2 separate regions of the Mus musculus genome follow, and region 2 is linked to region 1. Evidence: chromatin contacts called from public promoter capture Hi-C data. All regions are on one chromosome and are shown on one strand. The core of a region is the stretch at or near the end of the contact, and the rest is flanking DNA. Distances in the headings are between cores, read along the strand shown.

Evidence for each region. Promoter capture Hi-C pulls out the DNA fragments that hold promoters and counts their contacts.
Region 2: a promoter capture Hi-C map of the SN4741 cell line shows a contact between it and region 1, with 5 times the contacts expected there. The contact joins the promoter of Arhgef28 here to the promoter of Hexb in region 1. A contact is called at or near these places in 11 of 39 promoter capture datasets (the 3T3-L1 cell line, 3T3-L1-derived adipocytes, the SN4741 cell line and 8 more) and 1 of 115 datasets of contacts at active chromatin or transcription factors (fibro-adipogenic progenitors).

What each region holds. Positions count from the first base shown.
Region 1 is chr13:97,196,924-97,199,623 of GRCm38.p6, reverse strand. It overlaps Hexb (hexosaminidase B), which reads left to right and starts at 1,267. Exons shown (of 14, transcript NM_010422.2): 1 at 1,267-1,598. The coding sequence starts at 1,363.
Region 2 is chr13:98,204,723-98,207,422 of GRCm38.p6, reverse strand. Arhgef28 (Rho guanine nucleotide exchange factor (GEF) 28) reads left to right here and starts at 1,258. Exons shown (of 36, transcript NM_012026.2): 1 at 1,258-1,350.

The sequences.
Region 1 (2,700 bases), core at 18-2,517:
AAATATTAAGGGAATTTACTGTGATGACTTACAGCCTGTAGTCCAACTAACCCAACAATGGTCAGCTGTGAATAGGAAGTCCAAGAGTCTAGTAGCTGCTCAGGCCCACGAGGCTCATTGTTTCAGCTGGTCTTCTGCAGAAGTAGGTTCTAACAGATGTGTTGGCAACTAAGTGCAAGCAGGCGAAGAATGAATCCTCCTTCTTCCAAAGTCCTTATGTAGGCCTCAGCAGAAGGTGTGGCCCAGATTATAAGGTAAATACCAACAGGCTTGGATCTGGGACTTGCTTTGTTCCAGGCTGACCTTGAACTCAAAGCTCTCCTTGCCTCATTCTCCTGGGATTAAAGGTGTGTCCTACCTAGCCTGGGCCTAAGCTTTTCATGGCCACTATGTCTCAAGATCTCTGTGTCAAGATCTAGGTCAGAATCTTGTGTCTCCCAGCCTCAAGATCTGGATCACAGGTGAGCCCTCTAATTCTAGATTGTAGTTCATTCCAGATATAGACAAGATGACAACCGGGAATAGCCCCCACAATGTGTATGGGTGTTTTATCTGTATGTACATCTGTGTACCACATGCGTGCCTGGTAACCTCAGAGGCCAGAAGGGTGAAGTATTCCCTGGGACTGGAGTTATTGGCAGTTGTGAGCCACCAAGTGGGTGCTGGAAATTGACCCCCCCCCCCGGTTCTTTTTGAGAACAGAGTTCTTAACTGCTGAGCCATCTCTCCAGCAATCTTCTAGCATCTATTTACTTACTAAGTTGCCTTCCTGTGATTAGACATACTGTAATCTCTGATTACACATATGCACGTTCGCCCTAGCTAATCGTTATAAAGGTCCTTGGAAAACTATACATCGACATTAATCTCCACTACAGAAATATTCTCTTTGTATCACTTTAATATTTATGTAGTCCATCGCGTCTATCCCAAGTTTTAAATGCTCCCCCTATCTATTTTTTTTTCCATGCATAAATTTTAACCTCCCATTACTTCCAAAGTCAACTCCTGGGAATTCTGACTCGGGAGGTTTTATCAATCAGAGTCCACCACCGTCAGATTTAGTGACAAAAACACTACCTGAAGAGTGGAGGAAGAGACAGGTCTTGCCTGTCAGTGGGCTGCACAAACAAGTTCCTCAGGCGTGACAGGCGTGAGCCACACCCCAGCATCCCGGCTAGAGCGCGACCGCCTCTGCACCGAGCCTGCCCCCAATTTCCGGGCCAATCCCCTCTCGGAGGCGGAGCCCGGGCGGGGAGCTCGGTCATCTGACTTGGTGACCCGGGCACGGATGCTTTCTTCCCAGCGACCCAGACTGGAAGGTTGGTCCAAAGACTGCCTAGCCAGACTCGCGGAGCAGTCATGCCGCAGTCCCCGCGTAGCGCCCCCGGGCTGCTGCTGCTGCAGGCGCTGGTGTCGCTAGTGTCGCTGGCCCTAGTGGCCCCGGCCCGACTGCAACCTGCGCTATGGCCCTTCCCGCGCTCGGTGCAGATGTTCCCGCGGCTGTTGTACATCTCCGCGGAGGACTTCAGCATCGACCACAGTCCCAATTCCACAGCGGGCCCTTCCTGCTCGCTGCTACAGGAGGCGTTTCGGCGGTGAGCAGCCCCACCCAGCGGGGAGGGGACCTTGGGCACAGAGAAGGATCGCCGGGCTACTTGGGTCTCACAGGACTGGAAGACAGCATGACTAGCCAGTCTAACTTAGGTCCAAACTTTGCAGACTGAAGCCCAAGACTTGACCTGTTCATGCTTCTTCTTTCGCGCCCTAGGTGCTCAGGGACCCTACTTAGGATGGGTTCCGAATAACAACGGCCGGGCGTGGTGGCGCACGCCTTTAATCCCAGCACTCGGGAGGCAGAGGCAGGTGGATTTCTGAGTTCGAGGCCAACCTGGTCTACAGAGTGAGTTCCAGGACAGCCAGGGCTATACAGAGAAACCCTGTCTCCAAAAACCAAAACAAAACAGAATAACAATGGAACCCGTGACTCTGCTGGAGTCAGTTTGTTGGGCCTCAGATGGGCAGTTGAGATGACTCCAAAGATAGGGAGGGAACAAGGTCCTAGCCTGCAGAGTGAACCTCCTCTGAGTGCATCCTTAGATACGGATCTTTTAAGGGCCCTAGGTATCCCCAGTGTCGCTTTCAGCTCCGTATGTGGCAACAATTCAGATATCTTTAGTCTCTTCAGTTTTTTTTTCGTTAAGTGTATATGACTGCATGAATTTATGTGTACCGCATGTGTGGAGATACCTGCAGATGCCCAGGGCATGAAATTTTGGAGTGAGCCCCTAATGCGGGTGCTGAGAGCCGAACCTGGGTCCTCTGTAAGAGAGTAAGAGTTCTAAACCTCTGAGCTCTGGGGTGGTAGTCAGGGGAATGGGGGAAACCTTAAGTTGAAACTTTATAGGAGACCTCCCCCTTCCGAGCTATGTTCCATACCTAATAATGTTAGGTATTCAAATGTTAGTCTTTCCAAATGGCCTTTCAAGTGGCTCTTAAGTAACATCTGCTTTTCTTCTTGTTTTCCCAACACTTGGCAGTAGTTGCTCTGTCTTCCTCTCTAATAGGTTTCCTAAAAACCCTTGCCTCATTTAGCACTTAACTGTCAAGCCGGGCATTCTCTGGGCACAGAGTGCCAGCCATAGGTAGGCACCCTTGCCAAGAACAGGGGCTGTGCTAACCTTATTGGTTGCAGGGTAG
Region 2 (2,700 bases), core at 9-2,508, 1.0 Mb before region 1:
TATTGCTTTTATTTTTTATCTTCGGGACTTCGTAGTTCTTCAGTGGAGAACACTCTTCTTTGGGACCTAAGGTTCTGCAGTGTGACATCAGAGGATATGAATACAAGTGTCAATACTGCAAGGCCAATGTCAGGTCCTTTATAAAGAAGGAAGGGCAGCGTTTGCCCTAAGACAGGGCTAAAGACCTCAGACCCTGGGTTTTGTTTTTTTGTTTTTGTTTGATTTGTTTTTTGTTTTTTTGGTTTTTTTTTGCCATCCTGCCATTCTTTAGGCTCTGGTTAAACAGGTATGTTAGGAGGGTGGCCCAGGGCATCTGGCAGTGATGGTTTGGGACGGGCCAACACATCTCTCCTGTCCATGTAGTCGGTCTGTCTTCTTGAGAAAAATAAAGGTAATATTAAAGGAACTTAGAAAAGTAGACGCTTAATTTTATCTTTAAAGCTGGAATAATCATCTTAAGCTTATTTTATAGTAAGCTGTACAATGGCGAGACTTTTCACTCGGGACAACTCAGTGCTAAGTGCCTCAGTGCTTTAAGATCCAAGGGGTCCTTTCACATTGTTAGGTGTTGTAAAAGTGGCTATGGCTTTCTCAAAAACAAACAAACAAATGTTGGTGCCGTTTAGGCACCTGTTTGCATAAACGCATAGGGAATCGAGCCTGCAAAGCTTTGGGCCAGAGGAACCTCCATCATCCTCATGAATTAGAGGGAGTCGGCTGTTTTAAAATAGTACTTCCTATTGTAACAGACCCGGGCACTATTATGTCCCGGGTGTGGTGGCTTTGAGCTGAGGACAACCCGAGCCTCCCTCTGGCCTGGCACGGCTCCCTTTAGGAGCCGACCGGCCAGCTCCTTCCTCCGGCGCCACTAGGGCGTGGAGGCCCCCGGGGCGAGCGGGCGCCGCCGCCGCTAGGGTGCAACCCTGCCCTGGCCCAGCAGGTCCCGCTCCGTGCCCGCCGCCGGAGGAAAGCCGAGGCGACCGGCCGCCGCCCCGCGAAGGGAGGGGGCGGCGGAGCCGCAGCAGCTTCAGGTTTCCTCCTGGAGCTGGTGGCGGGCGCGGCCATGTGATGAGGCGGCGACGAGCCCGGCTGGCCAGAGGTGGGCAGGCGGGGACCAGGGGGCGCAGGGGGTGGCCCCAGCTGTGGGCGCGGCGGGCGGGCGAGCGGGGGTGGGGTGGGGTGGGGGGAGCTGCGGCTCCGCCCCTCGGTGCGGCCAGCGGAGCGGAGGGGCGTGGGCAGCTGGGGACCGGCTTCCCCGCTCCGGGCGACGCTGGCCGGCGGGTCGCCCTCGGCAGGCCTCGGGGACAGCGCCTGGCCAGGGCTCCTGGCGTTCCCGAGCCACAGCTCCAGGTAAAGGCGGATTACGGGAGCCATCCCTCTTGTCTCCCCGCAGCCCTGGGCGAAGTTTGCCCACCGGAGTTCTCAGGGGACAAAGTTTCTCTAGGGTCCCCGAGGACGCAGGGGTCTGCAGAGGTGGTGAAAGGCTGCACTCTGTCGGCTGGGCAGCCCGAGGAATGGGCGCCGCCTCCTGGTACCTGGGGATGGCAACAAGTGCATGGCGCTGCCGGGTCGGAGGCAGCAGCTGTGAAGCGCAAACGGGAGGCAGCGGCCACCCCTCACCCTCTCGGGCAAGCGGGGTGGGAGGGGGCAGAGGGTGACGGAGCTCAACCAAAGCTAGTTGCAAGCGATGGAAATCAGAGGCAGGCGGCTGGAGAAGGGTGAACCTCGAGAGCCTGGTTCTCCTCTTCCCATCTGTGTTTCTGGCCAGCTTCACCTATATGCTTGGTGTGTGTGTGGGATGTACCCCAGACTGCTGGTCAGTCTCAAGTTCAGGACATTTATTTCTTGTGGAAACGTTTGCTGAGTTTATAAAAGCATCTATGGTCATCTTGTTTGGGAGGGGCTTTTAGCATTGGGTGGGAATCCGTGCGCTTGTGCCATGAGTTTCTCTGGAATACTCGGTTGTGGGTGGTAGGGGTCACAGGTGGAGAAGGCGTTCTCGCTTGCTGTGAGCTCTGTGAACGCTGGGTGTTCAGACCACCCAGGAAACCCAGCTCTGGTTTCCCAGACACCAGTTAGGTTTCTAAGGGAGACTACTTTAGGAGCCCACAGAGCCTGCCTATTGGTTGCAGCTGGGTGGGCCCAGGGGAAGGGTAACATCTGTGTTTGCTAGCATCTGACTCCCTGACCCCTGCTCAAGTGCCAGCCTCTACACACTCCAAGTTGTAGAGATTGAGCACTCGATTCTGCACCAAGCAGTCAAGAATTACAGTTATAAAGAACGGACACACTGCTTTTCTGTACTTTGCCCTCTCGTGTTCCTAGACCCTGAAGCTGTCTCAGTAAAATGAAATTCTATTCTCAACAACACAAACAAAATCAAAGGCTTGCCCTAGTTAGGCTCTGTGGAAACCACTTTGAACACGATAATTCAAGCTCTGATAACCTTTCCTGGGAAGCTTTCCATAGCTCTATTTTGAGTTTTTATGTGAATGTTAAAACAAATAGGTGTTTGTCTAATCTTGATGAATAGTAGCGCTAACTCCTTTGGAGTGTTTGAAGGAAGAGAACATTGCAGATGCCTTTTGGAGAGGTTGTAGCATTTCAAAGTGATATTCCGATGCAGACTTTATAGTGATTATGCATAATTATTTTTGATTATAGAACTTGGATAGCATCATACTTGATACTTTGTGGTTT